Linked DNA regions of Mus musculus: all the other regions are linked to region 2. The links are chromatin contacts, called in public promoter capture Hi-C maps. All regions are on one chromosome and are shown on one strand. Each heading gives the region's core, a stretch centred on a gene start, on an enhancer-like site or on the middle of the called end of the contact. The rest is flanking DNA. Distances are from core to core; before and after follow the strand shown. Region 1 holds the start of Vps8 (VPS8 CORVET complex subunit). Region 2 holds the start of Parl (presenilin associated, rhomboid-like). Region 3 overlaps Hira (histone cell cycle regulator).

Region 1 (3,814 bases), core at 729-3,228, 1.1 Mb before region 2:
GGAATATGAAACCTATTAAACAAAAGTTTAACATATCTCATTTAAGTCCAAAAGGCCACACTGGCCGGTTGGCAATGGAATACGCCTTTAATCCTAGCACTCAGGAGGCAAAAACAAGTGGATCTCTGGGAATTCAAGGACAGCCTGGTGTACTGGACAACCAAGGCTACACAAAGAAACCTTGTCTCGAGGAGGGGAAAAAAGGCCTTACTGAATTGAGAAGACAGTTCAGTCAGCACACTGTCAGCCCTGCAAGCACAAAAGTATAGTGATTTGATGGCATCTGTCATTAAGTCCCCAGAACACACAAAAAAAGCCAGGCCAATTGCGGCCCACTTTTGTAATCCCAGCACTAGGGAGGTGGAGATAAGCAGACTCCTGGCCCTAGGGACAAAAAGAAGAGGACTTCACAAAGTTGTGCTCTTACTGCCACATGTGTGCCTCTCAAGGCTTAGTCAGTAAAGTGTTTGAGGCACAAATATGAGAACCTGAGTTTGATACCCCAAAGCCTACACTTACAAAGCTGAGCATGGTGGTAAGAGCCTGTAAACCTGGAAAGGAGGGAGAGATGGAGACATGGCCCCGAAGGCTTATTAGCTCATCTAGCTGAATCAGCAGGCTGTGCCTTGAGCAATAGGTCCTGTCTCAAAATAGAGGGGTGGGAGAGATGGCTCAGCGATTAAAAAGGTATACTGCTCTTATATAGGGCCAGAGTTTGGTTCCCAGCACCAACACGGGGTAGCTCACAACAGCTCGTAACTCCAGCTCTAGGGCCTTACTTCTCCTATCCCAATGGCTAAAATGTTTATGGACTAGTGGGGATAACACTAAGAGTCACTAAGAAACCCCCAAATTCTGGAAGACAGAATGCACTCAACGACTGCCAACAGTCCAATTACAAAAGAAACATATAAAGAAAAAAAAATCAGCACCTTATTCTGTTAGAGGTCTGTAAAGAATTTTCTCACATAACTCAGTCACTTCCCGCATACAAGGCTCAACAGTTCAAACAAAACTGCTCCATTTATCTTTATTGTGTATTCTACAGACCAGGTCAGCTAGTGCTAGAGGAGTCAATACTTTTCTGCTTAGATGTCAACGTGAGCAAACCCATGACTTAAACACATGTGGGTTCCCCCATCCTCAATCTATATTGGAAGCACTTCAAACACAGAAGTGTAACATAAACCCACACACAACGATGTGCAATTTTCTCCCAAACAGAGACACCTGGAACAGAGTTAGCGGCACTAGCCAACATCTGTGCTTACGTTACTTGGGCTTTTTGGGGGGGGTTAGGGGGTGGGGTGTCCAGTAGAGTGGGCAGTACAGTAACAAGCATTCTGGCAAATAGAGCCCCGCCTACTTATGAGAAGGCTCCAGCAGCTACTCCGGATAAGCCAGTACAATCCTTCCATTGAAACATGTCCACTTAGTACACCCAAACTCTGGATTGCCGCGTGCCTCTGTCCCCCGAGTGCCACACCTAGACAACAAGCCAAGGCACAGGGGTGCCCCCCACCTTGCGGCCCTCGGATTGGGGCACACCTGGCAGGAGGCGAGGAGGAAGCGGCAGCACGGGCTGCACGTCAGTCGGACCGGGTGAGAACCTCCACGCCGTGCGGCGGGCGTGGGAGGGACAGCACCCACCTCCCGGCCGCAGTCCGGGCGTGAGCGCGCCAGTCCGGTATCCCCGCAGGCGGCCGGACCCGGGTGGAAACTGCTAACCTAGTGCGAAGTCAGACTCCTGAGCCAGCCCGCGGTGGCCACAGGGTCTGCGGGAGCCACTGGGGCGCAGCTCCGTCTGCGCACCCCTGCCGCGCCGGCCCGCACCCGCCGCCCCGCCCCACCCGTTCGGAATACGTGTTACCTGAGCCGGCGTCTGCCTTGACGGGACCCCAGCACACGTGACCCCGCGGAGGCCAGCCCACGCACGCGCAGTCTCGGCAGCTGGCGGGCGCGCTTCCGCTCTCTTCCCCAGAGACGCCCTGCACTGGGCGGTGCGAGCCTCTGCGTCACGCCCTCCTTAAAGGGAGACTCTGTCCGGCCTCCAGGGACGCTCAAGGAGCCCTGGCATCTGAGCCGGAGGAGTCTAGCAAATAGAGGTCCTCAGATTAAAAGGAACGTCCCTTTCAATCAGCTCACCTGAACTTCCATAAACTCACCCCAAAACGAGGTGTCAAGGATCGTCCAGCCATCAGGCGCGCAGGAGCCTGAGGCAGAAGGAGCATATTGAGTTCAAACTAGTCTGGGATACCGACACAGACCTGTCTCAGATTCGACAAATAGATAAATGGATGGATGGATACACAGTGCAGGGTTAGGAGTGGATATGGAATTCGTTTCGTTGGATTTGGTAGTGTCCACTAATTCGTTTTCTTTTGAAAGGTGAACACAGAATTGCTGGGTTTTGGTGGGTAATTTTGGGGGGAAGGGGAAACATTGTTTTTGCAAATAAGGATGGATACTGAAAACTTCTTTTCCAAATTATCATTTTTAGTTGTCATTGTTCCATCAAAAAATAATAGAGTGGGTCACATTATTAAATAGAGAAGGCATCTTTTTTTTCCCTAATATGCTACTGGAAAAAGCTATTTCAGGATAGTTTGGCGTTTACAATTGCCACTATATGGTATCATTAACCCAAGGAGGCAGATAACATAGTTGTTGGACTTGTCTGTGAGGGAGAAATGAGGAGGGAGAGTGTGGGAAGATACCTCAGGAGGAGTTACATTGAGTATCAACCAGGCTCACTGTAGGTCTGTCCTGTAAGTACATTAGGACTGTCAGTAAAGGCCAGCTGATCACAGTGACATAAAGAAACTATAGGGCTGTCATTTTTAGGGTCACGGATGAAGGAAAATAATCAACACCTTAGCTAAAAAAAAGGGGGGGGAGCAGGGAGTGAGGAGACTTCTGTAGGCAGGAGCCAGAGAGACTGCCTAACTGAGGGAACAGTGGGATTAGTTACAAGCCAAGGTGAGTTTAGGGACAAGTTGCTAGCCTGATGTGGCTAGGGTACAGGCAGTGGCTTCCAAACATCTTTAATAATCACTCACAGAAACACATTTCAGCCATGACTCTGTGTGTGTGAGTGTGTGTGTATGAGACACACACACACAGAGAAAGAGAGAGAGAGAGAGAGAGAGAGAGAGAGAGAGAGAGAGAGAGAGAGAGAGACCCGTCTAAAGTAGGTTAGACAGAATGGTGACACCAGAACCCTGAGCCCTGAGTGACAGAGAATTGTTAAAGTTCTGGGAAGAACGGAATTCAGCTGACACATTGGGGAATGGGGCTATAGGACATGAAAAATGGGAAGATTGTTAATTGACATTTTCAAAATGTTTTACAGTCGTCACACACTTATTCTAGAGAACTTCAGAAAGCAAAGCCAAGTCTTGTGGGTGGATGTTGTAGAAGAGCAGATTTCAACTCGAGATACCTGAGAAATCCCTTCCCGTGACCGCCTCTCATATCCCTTGTTGACAACACGGAGCAGGCCACAGGCTTGCCTGAACAGTGCTACTTAACTAAAAATAGAAATAGTGTATGCTTGTTATAGAAAGCTTGGAAAACTCAGGAAATGTTTTAAAATAAAAACCCATACCCATAGCCCTCTTTTTGGCCTACTCAAATTAATTTTTTAATAGTTACATTGTATCATTCTTGGTTTGATTTGGAAGAGAGATAACAGTAAAACCTTTACTTTTTACTTAATGTATTTTCTAACTACTCCCACCAGTCCCTTTCCCAGATTCATGACTTCTTTTCTTTTTAGTTTTTCGAGACAGGGTTTCTCTGCATATCTCTGGCT
Region 2 (3,810 bases), core at 110-2,609:
CTGACTTTGAAAACATGGACAATAAGAAACAATTGTGTATTTAATCTGTGAATGAAAACATAGAGTCACACAAAGTGGGTATCCCTTAACAACCAAACTCCTCTGCATCCCATATCTAGAAGCTACAAACAATGACTGGGGTCCCTTAAGCATCTCCACTGGTGCTGCTACCCACAGTTATGCAGTGTGTTCTGACTCTTTCTGAATAAGGGTCGCTCCCCATGTTCTTCATTCTCGAAGCCTGGAAACACTCAGCCCAGACCTTTACCACCAGTAACAGAAGAGTTTCTAAGGGACCCCCACCCCCACCCATTCTCCTTTTCCCTCTTGAAATAAATGAGATGACAGAGTAGTCCTGGAGGTGCTTCTGATAGACTCCAATCTAATAATATAAACCAAGGGCCATAAAATTGCAGAGGGAGTTAAAAAGTCTCTTTTACTATAAGTGAGGTTTGTTGTGAGTTCTAGAAAATTGCGGATTTATAGTTAGGAAAGGAAACATGCCATGCTTAGGCATTACACATGATTCCCTGCTACTGTAACATTCTTATTTGAAACATTCCTGTAGAAAGGGAACATTGTTCTCAAAGCAAATGTTAATTGTGCTGGGATACTTGACTCTCAGTTGTCTAGAGATCAACCAGACTCAGGTGTAGGAGACCCTCTCCCTTCCCTTGCTTCTTCAACTGAAACACTTGGGGCTCTGTCTTTGGCTATCAAACTTCAGTAATGGAACCACCCCAGAAATCTCATGCTGGAAGGAAAAAGCCTGAGTTTCTGGGGGCAGCCAGTAACTACAGAAGGATTTGCAACTTGTCAAGGGGGCAGGCTTGGAGAAGGAGGCTGGATCAGGGGTCGGGGGTGACGGGTGAAGGGTGATTGGTGAGGGGACACAATTTCCTTATACTGCACACTTCTTGCCTTCCATTTAAACCTTATCTTTATGTTAGACCTGGAAGATGAACGTGGGGAGTCATTGAATTTCATCCTCTCAGTGTGGTCCCATTTAATAAATCGTTTTCTGCTTTTCACAATCAGACAGATGTCCAAGCCTGGCGAGTTAAGGTTGCCACTGTACAGGGCCATTTCCCTTTTCTGAGACTATAAAGCACAGTGAAACGGTGTCTTGTGGTTAAATGTGATAACCTGAGGGTGTCTGATAACACAGCGTTACTCAAAGCCTCAAGTTTTCCCCAGTCACTCTCACCAGAAACTTCCAAGGTGGCGCTGGTCTGAGAAGAGGAAGACCGGAACTGAACGGCCTCCAGGTGGCGCTCTAGACCACTCCTCCGCGCTGTGTGGCTTTTTTTTTTTTTTTTTTTTCTTCGCCCCGGAAGTGATTTCTAGGCCGGGGTTAGAGAGGTCGGGCCATGGTGGGGCAGAGGTTGGGAAGATGGCGTTGCAAGGTTGGGTACAGCGAGGCTGGCGCTGCGGTCCGGCGTGGGCGCCTCCCTTGGGTGGCGGCTACCGGGAGCTCTCTGCGACCCAGGCCCCGCGGCTGCTTGGACGCAGGTAATGGCCGCCGCTTCCAGCTCCCCCGGCTTCCCATGAGCTGGGGTTGCGCGCATCCTCGGGGGATAGGTAGCCGTGTGGGGCTCCCGCTTTCCATTGTTTACGAGGTCTTTGCTAAAGCTGACTCCTCCCTGCCTAGCTTTTCCTTGGTCCTCCTTTCCCTACTGGCTTCTGGGTGCCGAGCCGCGAGAGGTGTCTGGCCGAGCCCGGCCCGGTTCTCCGGACCCGCGGTCTTTCCTAGTAGTTCCGAGGGATGTGATGGAAAGGGGAACTTCTGAGCGTTAATTGCATGTCCGGCTCATATTCTTGAAAGGGCTGTACTGCTGTAGGAAGCACGTGGCCTTTCCGGCCGGCCGGATCTTACATGAAGTGTAATAGAAGAGAAATTCCATAGCAGTTGAATTAATACTGACGTTGAAACTTAGTCCGAAGATGTCAACTTTGCAACTTCTACCTAATTGATGGTACCATACACACCAAGGGGCCTGAGGTCTTTATAAACGTGTGAGCTAGCCAGAGATGAGATTGAGCCTGGCGAAGGCACCACCTGATCTTAAAATTCACCCGAGGTGGGCACAGGTCTGTAATCTCAACTCTCAGTAGTCTGAATCAGGAGGATGGCGAGTTGGAGCCAAGCTGGGAAAGGCTGAATTATAAATAAATAAACAGCACCTGGACTATATGTAGATTCATTTCCCAGGTGCCACCCAAAATCAGAATCTTGGAAAGTGGCGAAAGCGGAAGAACCTGCTCCTCAAGTGAAGCTTATTAACATCTGTGGAAAAGTTGCATATGGTGTAGCTTACTGGCTAACGTTTAAAATCAGGCATTGCTTTTAAACAGCTTGGTGTGGTCAGACTTGCTTGTAAGCAGGGTTAGGCGTTCAAGGCTAGGCTGGGCAGCAGAAGACTGGAAAAAAGAAAGGAAGAAAAAAGTCTTAAACAGGTGGAACTGGGGAGGTGCCTTGGAGGTAACAAGATTTCTGTGATCCTGTTGATTTGCTGTGATAGTTTCGGGAAAAGGCAGCAAAAGAAGTGGACACTTCATCTCTGAGGAACCTCATTGGTAGGGTGCTTGTCTCTAGTAACACCACAAAACTTGTCAAAAGAGTTTAGCCTACCTATCATGGTGGCTCAGGCTAGTAATCCCGGCACTTGGGAGGTGGATTAGGAGTAGGAGCCAGACTGTCAGGCCACCATGGATTACTTGAGGTCCTGTCTAACCCTCCCCTCAGTACATGTGGTATTAAAATTTATATGGAAACTTGGAAACTGACATTCTTAATCTTGTGGTTATGGGAGAATGCATTAGATGAGAATGTGGGTGAACCTGAAGTGGCTTTGCTCTTGTCTCCACATGTATGAACTTAATAGGGAATGGGAGTTGCTCGCTTTGTAATCACTAGTCTGTTTTGAGCCACTGTGGTTCTAAATTAGCATGAAGAATGAGCCAGGCCTTGTGGCTCTAAAGAGGTCCCAACGTTTGCATTTTATAAACACTTTATGTGGTGATACAAAGGCAAAGGTGATACAAACACAAGGTCCTCAGGCACCTGCCAGCCCACACACGGTTCTCCCTTTACAGGAGTTATAAGATTTTATGATATGGTTAAGTTTAGGTTGCTGCACTCCTGTCCTTCAGGATTCTTGTCTAGCAAGAGAAATCAATAGTACTGGGTTACAAGTTTAGTTCTGTATAATGAATGCATTCTGATGATGATCATTTGGTTTAGTTCAGTGGGAACTGATCACTTTATTTATTAGACCTACTTTGGCTACTTTAAACTCTTCCTGGGCTTCGTGAGCTCTTAGCTCAGCACTCAAGATTCTCTGCTCTTACAGGGGACCTGGGTTTGATGCCCAGTTTCCACATGGTTGCTTACAACTGTCTGGAACCCAGTTCCAGGGGCTAAAGGCCTCTTTAGGCCTCTGCTAGCACCAGGCACACATGTAGTGCACAAACATACATATAGGCAAAACCTCCATATACATAAAATTAAACGCTCTTGGGGCTGGAGACATGGCTCAGGGGTTAAGAGCACTTAGTACTCTTCTAGAGGACCTAGGTTCAATACCTAGCACTCAAATGATGGTTCACAATTGCCTGTAATTCCAGGCCTAGAAATCTGTTACCCTCTTTGGGCCTCCAAGGCATCAGACACATGAGTTGCACAGGCGTACATGCAGACAAAACATCCATACATGTAAGGAATTGAATTTTTAAAAAGAATAAGGCTTTTAAAAAGAAAAAAAATTACTTAGGAATGCATTTGGCTATAAAACTGATGACTAGATAAGT
Region 3 (3,384 bases), core at 34-2,533, 1.4 Mb after region 2:
TCTTATTTTCTCATTAACACAGTCAAATTCCTTTGTCCAGAAAAATCACAGTGTAGTCATGCATTCAAATGAAAACACTGACAGAATCCTTGCCTCTCTGTAACTGGACTTTGGGGGGGGGGAGGACACCCTCCTGCTGATTTATATCTAATACCAGGGGTGCACCAATTTCATTCTAGCTTTAGCTTAATAAAAAGCTTTAATTAGAATGATAAGTCAGCTGCACAATATTTCTAAGATCACCCTACAGACCCCAAAAAATGTTCATCTTCAAGTCGGACTTCACTTTGTAATCTAGGCTACCTAGAATTTCTATCTACCTGTCTTCCAAGTGCTGAGATCACAGGCCTATGCAACCATATCCAGCTCAAAAAAAAAAAGGTTGTGATTTAACTAACCTGTTCAAACTGTGCACTTTAAACTGAGTCACAGTCATATTACAAAGCAACAAGTTGTCTCATTACAGCTAACCATGGATCCAAAAGAAGCAGAGTACGGCAACAGGGAAGTGGTATTCACTCTACAAACATACCTTGTCCTCCAGTTGCAAACTTGGTCCCATCAGGGTGAATATCAACTGAAAAAATTGGCTTCCCTGGAAACAAAGAAAAACATATCAAGCTTGGCTTTTATTCACTAGAAAACAATAAACTTTTATTTTTAAAATATTGATTACTCAAATAACATCTCTAAATTTACATCAAGGACAAAGCAGCAGGCTGCAGATGAAATTACCTGTAAGAATGGGGAGATCTAACAGCTTTAGTTAGTCAAAACTGTTAGACTCTCCAAGCAACATTAAATAGCTGAAAACCCAACAGAGACTAAGTATGTCATCACTGAAAGCAAGAGACTACAGCATTGCTGGGTACTTCCTGGGGACCTGAATATATAAAGGCAATAAACTGTAATAAAAGCTCAAGTCACAAGCTCCTGTGAAAGGACCATATCTCTACCTGATGACATCTCCCTCAGTGTGAGTCTCACTTGGCTGACAGCTTGGGAAGAAGGACTCTCCATCCTTTTCTGACTGGCTGGCTGTCATAAGCAGGTCTAATGATGTATTATAGCCAAGGGCCCTCCCTTCTCTTGTTAAGATTTTAGTTCCTGACAACGGTCCTGAAAGTCTATAGTTACACACATGGTGTGTAGCAATTCCAAGATAAAGCACTCAATCTTGGAGGGAAGCTTGGAACACTCATAATGTTCTGAAGGGAGGTAAAACATTCCATACTCACTGAAGCTCCTTAAAACTAGAAAGTAAACAACAAAAACCTCAAGAAACCTGAAACCGACTTAACCTTACTTAGTCACAGGACATACTCGTTCCCTTCCTCTCCAAGAGTGTCTAAGCAGTAAAGCCTACTGAGAGACTTTCAGAGCAGCTGAGTTGCCTAGAAAAGGCTAGACCAACTGAGCATGCTGGAAGAGATACTCTCTAGTCTATCAAGCTGCATGCAGGCTGTGTGGTACACTTCAAGTTCCAGCTTTCAGGAGCTGTCACCCATGCTAGGGTGGGCTTTCGGAGATGCAGCTGTCTTTGAGTTACATACTCCTGTATGTAACCCCTCATGCATACTCCTGCAAGTAATCAAAAAAAAAAAAAAAAAAAAGGGCTCACCAGGTTGGACTTTGATGATATCCTTTGGTTGGCCATTGGTTCACATCTCCCCTGGAGTAGTATAGAAAGTCTACTCTCTCAGCATCCCCTGCCTGGACCTCTGTTTAAGCATATACTCAACTACATTCAATAATCAGTTCCTAAGGGTAAACAGCTAAAGCAGGCTCTTAGAAACAACCAAGGGCCCCTCTGCATCCAGGCTTGGCTGAGGCAATTGGCTTGCAGGACAGACCAAGTCAGGCAATGAAACCAACACCGAGTAGTTTGTGCAAGGTAATCTAAGGACCCTGGGCCTAGTTGGTATCTGTTCATGTCCCTGGTCTGTTTCCAAGACCAAAGCAACAAAAGCTGCAGGTTTCATATTAACTGCTACTGAATTTAAACTATATCATCAGCCTGTGAGTGACAGGTTAGAAGTATGACAGTCAACTAAACATCAGCAACTACTGTTGCAGACAGGGACAAAACGTCATAAGCTCTAGAATTTCACAAGTGATAAGGTGATTACTTATCACTTATTAGAGCTCCTGGTGTCTACCTGAGGGAAGCTGTAAACCCTGCCAGGGACCCCACACCATGTGGAAAATCCAGTGCAGGTACCCAAAGGCAGTAATCAATATGGGTCCTTGGTGATGCGCCCTGGCATCATCTTCCAGAGTCTTATCTGTGTGATCAAATCAAGCATAACAGTGAAATATCTTTTCATTCTTACTGGTCACTGGGTGGCAGGTAGTAGGAGAAACATGAAACAGGTGTGCCAAATACAGATAGAAACCTTTGGAAAGTTTAGCAATCACTACGTGTTCTATGGTCTCCTGTATTCAAATTAACAATAGCTAACACTTACCCTGTCATTATACCGGCAGCCTTTGCCTGATCCCCAAGTCCTTTCAGTGATCTCCAGGCTAATCAAGAGCCAAACTAGTCAAGTCTAGATAAGCAGCTGCTTGGTGCCTTTCTCTTTCTCTCTCTCTCTCTCTCTCCCTCTCTCTCTCTCTCTCTCTCTCTCTCTCTGTGTGTGTGTATGTATGTATGTATGTATGTATGTACAGACTCAGTCTTCATTTTCTCTGGCATATTTTATCCTTTTTTTCCTGGGCTTCAAGAGATAAAGCCCAACACAGCTTACATTCTAGATAGCTCTGAAGACCTGGTAATGGGTACTTAGAGATGAGACATGAGAGGGCCTGCAAGTCCATCTTCCCCCTCACATTCTAAACACAGCAGATCTTAATTAGTTTTGTCTTAGTCGTCAAGAAAAGAACCCATGAACTGGCAAGACAGCTCACATAAGTATTTTCCACCAAGTCTGACAACCTAAATTCAATCTCTAGAACTCACATGGTGGAAGAAAAAACTTCTACAAGTTGTCCTCTGACCTCCACAGATACACTGTGGTACAGGAGACCATGCATACAAACACATGTTTAAAAAAAAAAGAAAAATTAAGAAAAAGAAAAGGATCCAGAAATTACAGTGGCATAAAGGAAGGTACATCCTGAAAGCACAGTGAAGATGAGCAGAAGGCTCTGCCTGGTTCCTTCTTGTCACTGCTTCCACTCAGGACCACACTGGCATGCCCATGCTCTCTTTGGCATCACACTTACCCAAAGGCTAAAATACAGGAGAAACTAAAAGACAGTAGTTTTCTTGCCCACCCAATCCAAGAATAGTCCTCACAGGAAGGACATTTAGGGCTGTGAGCCCAGCCTCAAGTCATGCAGGTACTTGTTTCCAGTGGCTGTGGCAGCCAGCACTAAACC

Evidence for each region. Promoter capture Hi-C pulls out the DNA fragments that hold promoters and counts their contacts.
Region 1: a contact with region 2 is called in a promoter capture Hi-C map of liver, with 2.8 times the contacts expected there. The contact joins the promoter of Vps8 here to the promoter of Parl in region 2. A contact is called at or near these places in 2 of 39 promoter capture datasets (both in liver) and 1 of 484 Hi-C or Micro-C datasets (CD4 T cells).
Region 3: a promoter capture Hi-C map of liver shows a contact between it and region 2, with 2.9 times the contacts expected there. The contact joins the enhancer-like site here to the promoter of Parl in region 2. A contact is called at or near these places in 9 of 39 promoter capture datasets (the C10 cell line, cranial neural crest, embryonic stem cells and 5 more), 1 of 115 datasets of contacts at active chromatin or transcription factors (embryonic stem cells) and 1 of 9 other capture datasets (embryonic stem cells).

What each region holds. Positions count from the first base shown.
Region 1 is chr16:21,421,282-21,425,095 of GRCm38.p6, reverse strand. It overlaps Vps8 (VPS8 CORVET complex subunit), which reads right to left and starts at 1,978. Exons shown (of 47, transcript NM_001285893.1): 1 at 1,871-1,978.
Region 2 is chr16:20,299,911-20,303,720 of GRCm38.p6, reverse strand. Parl (presenilin associated, rhomboid-like) reads left to right here and starts at 1,359. Exons shown (of 10, transcript NM_001005767.4): 1 at 1,359-1,512. The coding sequence starts at 1,394.
Region 3 is chr16:18,891,985-18,895,368 of GRCm38.p6, reverse strand. It overlaps Hira (histone cell cycle regulator), which reads right to left. Exons shown (of 25, transcript NM_010435.2): 2 at 533-595. Among named protein-coding and RNA genes, the nearest start is that of Hira, 17 kb to the right of the region's middle. Within about 2 kb of position 1,283, at least 16 of the 459 cell types and tissues checked have an H3K27ac peak or open chromatin away from gene starts, as enhancers often do.